Linked DNA regions of Gossypium hirsutum: region 1 is linked to region 2. A link is a contact called in public Hi-C data. All regions are on one chromosome and are shown on one strand. Each heading gives the region's core, a stretch centred on a gene start, on an enhancer-like site or on the middle of the called end of the contact. The rest is flanking DNA. Distances are from core to core; before and after follow the strand shown. Region 1 holds the start of LOC121203530 (2-C-methyl-D-erythritol 2,4-cyclodiphosphate synthase, chloroplastic). Region 2 holds the start of LOC121204974 (reticulon-like protein B3).

Region 1 (6,994 bases), core at 2,107-4,606, 290 kb before region 2:
AGTTGGGAAGTTTGAAGCAGGCGTTGGATCAATCCACCCACTCGTTTTTAAGTTGAAATTGATGTTTCCTTCAGTCAATATATTTGATTCCTGTTAGAAGAGAATAGAATAGCTTTGACAATTCGTATCTGGTGTAATAACACTTCAAATATCAGTCATAAAACATTTCTACCTCCCTCTTTGAACCGGTCCAGGGACTTTTCTGGGTTTTCCATAAAAATAAAAGGATTAACAGCAAAAAGGGTTCCAAAAACAAAACAAAAAGCCCAGAAAATCTTAATCCCTTAGTAGACTTGTTTTTACATGCAGCAAACAATATTTGAAAAGACGGTATTCAATTATAAAAAATGTGAAACCCATGTACATGAATCCGATTCTTGCGAATCATTCCAATTCAAACAAAGATCGGGTGAATTCCTTGAAGTTGAATTTTAGGCTGCCATGTGCACTTTAATAAAGCTCAAGATAGCAAGAAGTGAACATTACAACATAACTTTGACTATGGTAATGTATTCTATTTCCAAACTCACCATCGGCGTTTCAAGTTAAATGCTGAGGATTTAACAATCTGGTCCAACCAAATACATTAAGCTGTCACAATTAGCAATACCATATATAATGATACTCGCCGTATATACAGTTGCATACTTGACACTGTTATCCGAGACTTATTATTTACTTCCTCATCAGTAGGACCACAGTATGTGCTGCAATACTTCGGTTTTCACCTAGGCTGTCGACATTTTCATGAGTCTTACCTTCAGATTGACAACAGAAGGGTCGGCTCCGAGCAGCTGAGACAAGTTGGACTTGATTGCCTCCTTGTGTGGGCTCAATTTTGGTCTTTGAAGAATTAAGTTGGCATCTAAGTTTCCAATCTCATAACCTGCCTCATGCATGAGTCTCCCCTGAGATGATGAACCGTGTTGCAGAGGATGACCATGATTAATCTAATTAGTCTGAACAGTAAAATTGAATGTATGGAAGATATAAACATTGATGGCCGAGCACGACTATCATGAGCACATTTACATAATCCATTCAAGGAAAAAGAAAACACATTTATTTATTTACTACAAATTTCTAAGATCTGAGTTGAATAGAAAGAGAACACATATCTCTTACCCAAACCAAATCAGTAAATGGATCATTCACATCTATATTAAAAACTATCATAGTTCCCCCACTTCATAGTTTGTTTTGCCTTGCAAATTTGTTAATATTTTTCCTAATGCTACTCCTACAAACGAATTTTAAGTGTAGGTTTGTTAATTTCGGATTAAGTAGTACTTTTGGAACACATAACAGCCAAGTTCTTTGGAAGAAATTAGCACTAAAATAGTTGGATGAATGGAGGCATTAGGGGAGCATTTCATGGATTTAGTCTCTTCATAGAAAGACGCAGCATACATGCAAATTCAAGGTTCAACAAGGATTCTCCTGTAAGCTATACATACAGAAAACTACAACAGAACTTCTAGATGAAAGCATATAGCATAGATTGATGTCAGGGTATAGCATCACTTTGGACGTCGTGTATGATACGGGTTTTTCCTGCACATAAATGAATATCTATAGTTCAGTCGAGAATAAAAAAACAATTTAGGTTGTTTTGAAGAAACATTCATTGCATTTTGGTTGGTGAAATCGCCGTCAAACAAACATCAGAGGTTCTGCAGAATTTTGCAGTGAAGGAATATCATATCTGATAGATGGGTCTTAAAAGCATCCTTTTTCTCCTTTACACAACTTTTTAAGTCAAAAATCATGTTTACAAGGTGCATCCACGAGTAGAATCACTTTCGCAGGCTAGATAGAATCTAAGGATATATGAAGTTCCCTTCAATTATGTTCATGCACATACAATATTAGTGATTATAGTCTAATATAAAAAATTAAATCTCATTTTCAACAATAAAAAAAGATAAAGCTGTCCTGAAGAAAAGATACATTGCCTATTAGGTTCAGTGTATAAAATAAAGTACAAGGTGCATTGCATTGTTTGCTAGGAAGTCACTATCAGCAGAAGATGTTTGCTCTAATGCAGCATTTTCATATGCACTTCTCTGCTCCCCAACACAGCAGAGCTCTATCAAATTACTTTGCTGATGCATCTAATACAAACTACCCAATGCTTGAAACTACAGACTCGGTTTTAGTTTCTAAGCGGATGGAATCAACAAAGCAGTTCCATATCATGTAGTCCAACCCACTCTGAGTTTCTTCTATTATTCTTTTTCTTATTGAAATGGCTAAAAAGGGAATGTTTCAAAACATTTTAATACTTAAATGTAGAATAAAGAGTACCTAAGTGGAGCCTACAACATTCAGACTGATTATATTCTTGGTTACTAGCATTGCCCTTTCTATTACTTTACCAAGGTTCCTTTTTGGTACTTACAGTACTAAGGTTGTAATCTAGGACCAGTATCCCAACCTAAAACATTCCATCTATGGCCAGACTACATACAGACATTTCATAATATAGCAATGGCCGATGTATCTGTCATTCTTTTAAGGTAGGCAGCAGTGAAGCAGTCAAAGGAGAATTCAGTGGAAAATAAACAGCCGAAAATAGATAAATAAATAAAAGGAATGTCTCAAAATTATCCAGGATCCACATCAAAGAAATATTCACAGCTTCTTTGATGAAAACAGAAGAAGCAGCCCCTTTCCGCTTGGGGTCAGAATTTGGAACTATCTGCCCTATATCAGGAAGGCCTAAAGCTCCCAGTATTGCATACACAACACAATGGAGTAGCACATCTCCTGCAACATATTAATTAGCATTAAAAGCAAAATTGTGGAAACTTTAAACAGATAAATTCAGGGGGGGAGGGGAATTAAGGAAAAAATAGGAAACGAAAAAATACCATCAGAATGAGGAATATCAATCCCACCAATGATCAATGGGTAGCCAGGCTCCAAAAGATGAAGGCCGAACCCATGACCCACTCTAAACGGCAAAGACCTGGAAGGATTGGTGGAGGCGGTGGGTCCATCTACTCCAACTGAAGTAGCAGCCGCTGAAATTGAATCTCCAAGACTAAAAGCTGAAGACAAAGTTGTTAGAGCTTGTTTGGGAGGTGGGTTTCGCTGGAATTGAACAACTGTAATAGTGTGTGGCCATTGCCGTTGACACCTTTGTCTTAGCAGAAAACGGACTCCGTTTTTTGGTTGAATAGTTTCAGCTTTCAGTTTCTTTGTTGACTCTGTTTTTGTGGCCATAATTTATTTCCCAGTTTTCCCCTTGTTTTATTTTATTTAATGCACGCAGGAAGGAACCAAACATTTTGCATTATTTGTTATACATTTCAACCACTGAGTGGTCCGTTTGATGGAGTTACACATACAAAAATCCAATCTTTCTTGGCAATTTTATTGATATTTCATAAACACCCATAGCAATTCACATACCATGTGATTTGGAGTTGAAATTCTATGTAATTGTTAGAAGAGAAATTTGTGTTAGGGCATGAGTTAGACCGTAATTATTCTCTTTGAATGTTGTTGCATTGAAGAGTGGTCATTGAAAGGCTACTCACCTTCAAGATTATGAAGAGAATTTAAGGACGCTTGATACAAGTAGTCTTTACATCCTAGAGGTAATGGGTTCAAATCTCCCCATGCACCCAAAGGGAACTATTCCTATTCACATTACTTTCAGATGGAATCTTGATGAATACTTGAAATGAGTATAAAAGGATTCAGCTTCAGCAATCCAGCCATGCCGTATGATATAAATACCAATGAGATAATTTCGAACTACAAATAACAGTGGTCGCCATAAAAATTATAATGATAATCATTTATAAGTTTGATTTGTACACAAAATATACAGGTATGTATGGTGTCCCAGCCAACAACAGTGGGTAAGCAACTTTTTTCACAGTTTACAACACATTTGATATGAGAAGATACATTTACACCAGCCTCAAAAAAAAAAAACGAAGAGTTACAACTAGGAGGTGGAAGGCCTAGGTTGCTTGCGTCCATGCTCTGGTAGTAGATGTTCGGTGGCAGCACGTTTCGATCTCAACTACAATGGGAAAGCAGTAAGAAACTAGATGAATTATCTGTGCATGCATGTGCCTGTGTATTTCTATTTACGATGATCAAATTATTTGTATATGCAGTTTTATAACATCAAAAGAAGGAAAACCCACTACTACTAACCTTCTCCTCAGCACGCTGGTAGATATTTCTAATAAGTATATTTTTGGCCTCAGTGGCTATAACTGTTAAAAAGTATTCGACAGGTCAATCATATATGGGAAAAAAATATAAAGAAAGTCAAGAATTTAAGTCAATGAGCTGTGGCATTTTGCAACAGAATGAAATTCCAACCAGTGGTGGCTTTATATCGGTAGCATAACACGTGTACAGATAAGAACCTCAAACACGTTCATTCTGGTTGTTAAAACTTCAAAAACAATTTCAATCATGTAAAGCAACTAATGATTATATTTTCTGATAAAAAAAAATATTCTATTCTTTGTTGATATCAATCAAAGCAAAAGTGAGAGAAGATGAAGAATTTCAAATAAGCAATCTATGGCGTATAGATTACTGAAGGAAACAAAGAACTAAACAAACAAGATAAATCAATTCCACCATTTCAGAGGAAGATTATAAAATAAAAAAAAAAGTGTGACAAATAGTAGCAATGGCATCCATTAAGTGCTACATAAAGATCAATTTCTCAATCCATATCTATTTATTCGAAGTCAATTTGTGAAGAAAATACCATTTTTCCAACAAAACTAAATCATGTATTAATAAGTTCAATTCAGACATCTCAGCATACTTTTCCAGCACTTCTGCTCTCAAACATCAACTTAACATTCAACATCCCTGAAAGTAACCTAGCCAAAAAGTTGCCAGAGCTATACGACACACATTATGAAAATATATTATCAATTTATCACCATATAGGTAGAGCCTGAAAGTATATTCACAACTAAAGGTTACCATATTTTCATCACAAAAAGTTTAAAGTGCCAAGAATATCTCTCTTTAACTCGAAATGATCGATTGTTTCAAAAGTAAAAATATGGAGAAAGAATATCTGTTCGATACCTTGATCAGGTGGTGGAAGAGTCTGGCTATGAGTGGGACAGTAGGTGGAAGGAACCATTTTCTAGCCAAAAAGAAAAAGTTAGAATATAAAAGATTAGTGCAATCAACTCTTTAACATGACATAAAAATAAGAAGTGTGTTGTGCCCCTAAAATGTTTGAACAAAGTAACAAACCATACAAGTGAAGGCAGTGTAATTTTGTTAAAGACCAATCCATGACAGCAAAAAGACTACTTTGTCATAAGTTGTTCATTTAAAAACATAGAGGAGTTCAAGATGAACTCCGTAGAATAGCATACATCTCACATGCTAAAATAGCTTAAAAGGATAAGAAGCAGGAGAAAATTGTACACCTATTGTGGATGCTCTGTGGACCAAACCTATGTTAGGATAGACCATCAATTTGGGTTCTCTAATTAAGGCTCAGGTTTCTCAATTATGATTTTAATATGTTATTTCAGTTCATCCTCAGGTGCCTCGATTGAGATTTTATTTCAATTGATTCTTTCCTTTCCAAAATAAATATCCTAATTATGTAATAAAAATGAGACGAATGGAATAATAAAATTGAAGTCGAATTTTTATCAAAACCCTGAAAAGCGATCTGGGTTTTCTCTGTAACAAGTTCTAAGGTAAGGCTCCCTGTGTTGAGCTTGAGGAATTTTCTCATCCATCATCCGTGACTGAATTCCAAATTCACAGTCATAACAACACCATTTGGACCTTTCAACTGTTATGATCTTAACCGGAAACATTATAACAGAAGCAAGGAATCACTGCAAACTATGGAAACAAATATAGATACATATAAATAAATTATTGTCTACAAGTATACCTATACATATGGCCACATAGACACAAATTCTCAGCTAGTATCTTAAATAAAACAAAGAACTACATGATAACTTTTAAGATCCGGTCTTAACTTGTAAGAACTAAAACTACCAACTATACATCAATATCTGGAAAAAGCGTGAACTTAAAGTCTTAGTAGTTTTGAACTGAAATACTGGAGAAAATCTCAAGCTCTCAAAGAATAGAGGCTTCCATCTTAAGGAAACTCTTATCATTATCTAGTGCAAGAAAGCATTTCCAAGTTTACACTGGTGTTGTATAAAGATCTTTGTCACCTCCTCCTCTTTTTTTTCTTTCTTTTTTTTTTTTTTTGATAATTAGGGTTGGGGATGGGGTTGCTTGGGATGGAACCCAAGCTCTCATGCCTCACAACCTAATTCTCTTGCCACTAGGCCAAGAGGTTGTTGGCAAAGATCTTTGTCACTTTAGCAAAACAAAAAAACAAATTTTACTATTAGCATTACTTAGATTCTTTGCATAGAAAGTTTACCATATTAAACTTGATTCCATCAGTTTAATCAACATCCTAATAATAAATGTATCTTGTAATGCAAACAATAAAATGACTAATGTGTAATAACACCAGAGTTGGAATTACATGAATCATTTAAAGCCAATATAGATCGGGAAGCAAATATATTTATTTGAAACCACAAACAACTTTATCCATAAAGGTTCTGAGATGTAACTGATTATATGGGCAATAGCATTAAGGTAAGAATTTAGGAAATTTACTCATAAAAAGAAATCCATAGTTCATATCTGGGTAAACCCACCTAATCATAAAATGTAACAAAGTTTACTACTCATGTAAACTGCATATGGGGTTTCAATGCAATATCAGAAGAGCTAAAATAAACAAGTTATTCAGATAAAACCCAGAACTAAAATACATATGAGATGTATTTTGGAAACTGGAGTTGGGTTGAAAAAGGATGACAAGGATACTTACGGAAGGATTAGAAGGATCGGAGGGACGAAGTTGGCTGAAGTTGTGGGGGTCAAAGGACGGCAGGTTACCGAGCATAGACCCCATTGGGGAAGAATGAAACGATGGTTT
Region 2 (6,312 bases), core at 2,011-4,510:
CTTGCAAGTTTCAAACTGATACCAATCCAAAACAAATCTTTCAACCATTACATTTGCACACTAAATATACCTAAATTATGCCTATAACTTTGACTTAACCATATAATCAAATTACATTCATAAAATCATATAAAATTTTACTAACTAGCTTTATTCATTTTTCTTCCCAAGTTTAATACCAAACTTACCAAATTTGTCAAACCATTTCATTTAACTTAGTACCAAAACACCAAATATCATTTATTACAACAAAAATAATAAAATATTTTAAAGTGACCATTACAACACCTATGTACATGCCACTTTCATTTAAGGAAGAAAACATCACCAAAATTTTTGTGCTAGAGTTAGGATCGTTCGGATGCTGGACCGGGATTCTGGAATCCTATTGACCTGCGCACGAAAACAACCGTACACTGAGTACTTCATACTCAGTGGTATTACTATAATTCAAATAATAATAATAATGGAATATAATTATCAAGCATATAACTACCCAATTTTTCAAATATCAATTCATTCTTAAACTTTCATTAATTAACAATAACAATATAATTTTTTTAGCTATTCTTCAATTTCATTCACATATCATATGTCTCAATTTCAATCACTACATGAACATTTAGTTCATGCCTTTCATTTCCAATCTCAATTTCAATCCACAATTCAACTTTCTCACATTTTCAATAGTATAATCAATCAAATTTATTTAATTTTTCCCATTTTGGTTATTCACCTTATTAACAAACCTGGACTTTGACGGATACATGGATTCCAACCCAAACACACCAGTACGGCATATTGTGCCTAAGACGGTACATAGTACCTGATTAGTATACGACACATAAGTGCCTGAAATGACACACGAGGTGCCTGATATACGACACATAAAGTGCCTGATCGGCAAAGCCGATAAATCCCGTACTCTTCCAAATCCTATGGCATGCTAACTATATCCGACTTAGCCCAACTAGTTCATAGGGTATTCCAATTCTCAATTAAGTTTTCACTTTCATACCAAATTTAAGATCACTATTTAGTTTCAATTTCACATTCAAATCAATATACAATTCAATTATACATACAAATTCACCATCCAATCCAATTCCCATTGAACTCAAATATTAATACTTACCTTATACTCATTTATTAAATATAAAATTTATATAAAACATTTAATAAAAAGTAATTTGAATTATAGTAATACAAACCTGGATTTGTTTGATTACTCCTCGATAACTTTTCCCTTTTCTTTCGATGCCGATGCTTCGGGTTCTTTGCTAGCAATTAAAGCTTTAAGCTCCCAAACCCTAGTTTCTCCTTTTATTTTCTTTCTTTCTTTTCTTTCCTCTGTTTCGAAATGCTTCTGTTGTTCTTTCTTTCTTTTGTTTTCTTTATTTATTTCATTTATTTTATTCTTTTACTTTATTAACTTAATAATAATAATTATTATAATAAATATTTTATTTAATAACAAATATATATATTAAAATTGGATGCACATATATTTTACACTTGCCTATTATCATCACCATCCAATTGTCCTTATTCTATTTATTTTATATAATTTAATATTTTAATATAATAAAATTCTTTTTACTTAAATAAAAAATAATTAAATAAATATATTACAAATGTCTAAATATATGCATTATTCTTATATAATTTAATCACCATACATTTGTCTTTATTTTAATTTATTTTTAATAATAATAATAATAATCATAATTTAGTAATATAAATTGTAATTTGATAGAATAATAATAATGATAAATAATAAATATCTATTTACTTAAATAAAAAGTAATTAAATAAATATCTTACAAATGTATGCATACTATTATTACATTTGTATATTTTTATCATCATACACTTGGCTTTAATTTAATTTAATTCATAATATGATATTTATAATTAATTAATTTAATAATATATTTTATAATTAAATTATATATATTTACATGATTAAAATCTAAAAATATCTTAGATTTTTAACATGCTTGCCGCCTCAACTTATGCTAAATGGCTTATTTGTCATTTTAGCCCTTTTTACTTTCTATTAATCTATAATTCAACTTTTACCCTTTATTCAATTTAGTCCTTTTTCCTAATTTCTCTTAATTAGGCTAAATTCACTTAATTAAAGCATATTTAAACACACAACTGGCCTAAAAAATATTCCTAATAAATATTTGCGAACCCATTTTGCTAAGACGGAGGCCTGATAATGTACTTTTTCGATGCTCGTGAATTTTGGGTCATTACATGACAAACTGTTTTGGATCACATGACCATGTGCTAGGCTATGTGAATACTACAACTTAAAACAATAAATACACACGGCTGTGTGACGGCCTATGTCTCTGGCAGTGTGCACCATTTTTTACTCTTAAAACAAGCAATTTCATGCACCATTCCTTGCACAACAAGACATGCCATATCTAGATCATTTCCTAGGTTCAAAAACACATTCAAATCATCAATTACATGCCAAAATTTCATTCATCCTATATTTAACCAATATATCCTTCAAAGGCACCATGATCAAAGGTTATTCCTTCAAACAACCAAGCTAAGAAGAACACATAACATTAACCACCTATTCATGATCAAACCATCAACCAAAATGGCCAAAGCATAGACATACTAAAAAATTACCATTCCAAAGTGTTAACATCTATCTCTTCACTATTAAGAATCAACCCAACCAAAAACATTTCAACTTCATAAGCCCAATCCAAAGATACAAAAAAGATGAAAAAAGATGAAAACTAGATATGCATAAACAAGTTAACTAGTCTATAAAAGAGAAACATCAATGCCTCTGAAATTATGAGGGTAATCAGTATTGGGAATTTACATATTTTTGTTTCCATTTCCTCTCCTTTTGAAGATGAAGGATGGCCCATCACTTATCCATTTTCTTGAGGTAAACAACAATTGTTCCTTTTCAAGTTTAAGGCTTAATCATATCCCATTTCTAGCTCCTTTACTTTTTTTTTTCTTCTTTTTTATTGCTTCTCCTTTTCAGGTTTATTGGGCTTTTTAAACCAGTTTCTCCCAAAGCCCAATCCAAATGTTAGTACATTGCCCCAGGCCCTAGCAATCTGGGTTGTTTTTAAGTTCTAAAATTCTCCTTATTTCTTTTAAGTATAAAAATATTCTTGGCCCTGCTTGCTGCTTTATTTGCCAATAACTGGGCCACAGTGGCATTTCTCACAACTACTAGACGCGCGCTGCAGAACTTAATTTTTAATTTTTCCAAGTGTAAGCAGATAAGGCATATTCGTTGAAGTTTGGAATGTTCTCTTTTTACAACCAAAGCAATATGCCATTGGCTTCTATGATAGCAGTGTGCCCTTATTTCGATTGTAGACTGCAGACCATAGCATTTGAAGCTCAAGTCCGTATTTTGTTGATTGAAAGCGTGCAAGCTGATATCATGAAGCCACTTAGAGGAGGCTATATATTTTCTTTCTGGATTGCTTTTTTTTTTAATCTTTACAGCACCAAATGAGGTACGTATTCCTACCCCTACTCTACTTTTGTCCAGCAATTGGTGTTTTTTTTTTCTTTATTCGTATTGTAGGGTCATCCAATACTTTATACTTCTTTTTCTCTGTATTATAAAACCTAAAGATGGAAGAAAAGGAAGTCTATGGGTGAAGAAAAGGGTAGCCTTTATATGTTTAACTGCCTACCGCAACACAACTTGTGAAGAGATGTTGATAATTTGAACTTGTGAAGAAAAGGGAATATGTCTTGGTTTGGTTGGGGTTTTGCCATTTTGGAAGCTGAGGGTGAGGGATAGCATTAGCAAAGCCCTTCATATTCCTAACAAGCCTTGAAAGGTTGCCCTCTATGACTAGAGGATGGTCATTATGGTTAATTCATGACAAAACAGTTCCCTCGATGAGCTGATTTATGACTATGCTAGTCAATGAGACATACATGTTTACTGGTTAGCTCCTGGATCTGTGGGGTTCAAATCTTAGATTTGTTGAATGCCGGTTCTTAACCGTGATTGAATGAATTGGTCACATAGGAACGGAACTGGATGTAGGGTCATCAACATCTGTCAACATAAGTAATAATCTTCCCATCCTGAAGACATTTCAATCTTCAAAAGGGTTATATGACAGAATTTGCTGTTTGTTTTTGAATTTGTGATGCTTTTTATGGCTACATCTTTCACGGATTTGTTGGGATATTCTTATTTGTTCCTCTTGTGGCCCTACGAGGAAACTCCCTTTGTGGCTGTCAGATAATTGTCTTAACCACTAACAAGAAGTCCCAAAAATTTACAATGCATGCTTCCACAGCCTAAATTCCTCTAGTTGCAAATCGAGCTTCAAATTTCACCCACATTTTGTCAGATGTATGCATTATCAGATTACAAGTGTGAGTAGTAATAAATGATAAGGAATAAGACACATGTCCTGCACCTTCTTTTAAAACATGTAAATATATATTCAATATCATGTTAATTAAACTTTTCTTATTTTTATACTCGAGAAGGCGGTATTAGTTGTATTTGTATATTGATGAACCTTTTCCTAGAAACATCTTTCTAGATTATGTCTATTTATTTTATTTTTCTTTGTTAAATCTAGAAGAGACACATCACACATTGAAAAGGGACTCATAATTTTCAAGTTAGACTTCCTTTAGTATTGACCACAAATCAATCATTTAATTATAAGCGGGTCCCTTCAATGAGGTCTACAAAAAAATTCAAATATTTTATTTTTGTCTACAAATTCATCATGTCTTTTAATATTTTTATTAATATCATTCTTCTAATTTCCCAATTAAAATAATAAAACTAATTTAATATAATAATTAAGGACTTACGCCATTACCTCCAACATCAAGAAATATAAACAAATCTGACGGTTTATAAAATTCCACGTTTTAGTCATGAATGTCCCCATCAAGATCTAACGCCCGTTAACCTCGAATCTGTAAAACCTACTGTATGATCATTTTACATACGCCTGCTCCACATCGGGTTCCGGTTTTACTCCAAACTTACAGCTTCGGAAATCCAAACCTATGAACAGTCCAGATCAAAACCGCAACATTAAGCGGTCTAGATTAAATCTAATTTGTAGACCATCTATTTAGCCTCAAAAGGAATTGGAGTTTAAAAAAGTAGAACAGAATAGCACAAGTAGAAGTAGAACACTGTAATTTCCGTTTCTCGAGTTTCCTTTTCGATCTTCAAACTCTTAGTTAGGCTTATAGAAATACTGTGGGAAAATAATGTCTGATCACGAAGACAAGCACGAGGAATCGTTGTTGGAGAAGATATCAGAGAAGAACAAAGGCCATGATTTATCTTCCTCCTCCTCGGATTCCGATGACGACAAGCCATCAGAATCCTCCATGAAGGCCAAAGTCTTTCGTCTGTTTGGAAGAGAAAGGCCCGTTCACGACGTTTTCGGTGGAGGCAAACGTATGTTACAAAACCCTTTTCTTCATTTCTTAAATTTGTTCACTTCGTTTTTTAGCTTCTTATAAGCCTGGGTTTTTTTTTTGAAGTTTCGGTTTTCGTTTTGCATCCGTGAATCCGTTTTCAAAAAAAAAAAATTGTTGGTGATCGTAAAGAGTTATTTTCTTGCTCATTTAGATGGAGGTTTTGATTAACTGATGTTGTTCGAGTTGAATTAAGGTTTTTGATCTGTTGGTATCTGATTGACTATAGAAGAAAGTAAATTTTTGGATCTTTAATCGATTTGATGTGAATTGTTGTACTGAAGTTTACTTTTTTTGCTTTATGAGAAGGAACAATGTCTGAGATTATCTTATTTCATCAATAATTTTGTAGTTAGTTGATTATCAATAATATTCCCTGATAACAATTTGATAACTTTTAATTGATTGTCATCAGTAACTACTACCTTCTGGCTGGCAATAATTGTTTATAATGCATACTTATAATTGGGTGTATGTGTAATAGAGGCTGATATTTTCCTGTGGAGGAACAAAAAGATTTCGGCAGGAACACTAGGTGTTGCAACTGTGATATGGGTTTTGTTTGAATTGCTCGAATACCACCTTCTCACACTAGTCTGTCACTTGTTGATACTTGCTCTTGCATTACTCTTCTTGTGGTCAAATGCTGCTACTTTCATCCACAAGTAAGCTCTTGAATTTTTTCTTTAATTTAGTGACTGTATTTGTATACTGGTTTCTCATTGCTTGAGATGATGTTAAATTGTTTTGAATAGGTCTCCACCTCGCATCCCTGAAGTTCAAATACCCAAGGACCCAGTTTTAGAGTTTGCCCAAGCGCTTAGGTTTGAGATT

The links. Hi-C and Micro-C count contacts between places; a contact is called where the count stands out from the background.
Region 1: a Hi-C map of leaf shows a contact between it and region 2, with 1.9 times the contacts expected there. The contact joins the promoter of LOC121203530 here to the promoter of LOC121204974 in region 2. A contact is called at or near these places in 2 of 34 Hi-C or Micro-C datasets (both in leaf).

What each region holds. Positions count from the first base shown.
Region 1 is chrA08:90,855,636-90,862,629 of Gossypium_hirsutum_v2.1, reverse strand. It overlaps LOC121203530 (2-C-methyl-D-erythritol 2,4-cyclodiphosphate synthase, chloroplastic), which reads right to left and starts at 3,356. Exons shown (of 2, transcript XM_041074426.1): 1 at 2,874-3,356; 2 at 1,365-2,769. The coding sequence starts at 3,228. The coding sequence ends at 2,507. LOC107947508 (DET1- and DDB1-associated protein 1) reads right to left here. Exons shown (of 4, transcript XM_016882144.2): 1 at 6,887-6,994; 2 at 5,080-5,140; 3 at 4,177-4,238; 4 at 3,782-4,039. The coding sequence ends at 3,962.
Region 2 is chrA08:90,565,538-90,571,849 of Gossypium_hirsutum_v2.1, reverse strand. It overlaps LOC121204974 (reticulon-like protein B3), which reads left to right and starts at 3,260. Exons shown (of 5, transcript XM_041075900.1): 1 at 3,260-5,458; 2 at 5,963-6,143; 3 at 6,234-6,312. The coding sequence starts at 5,266.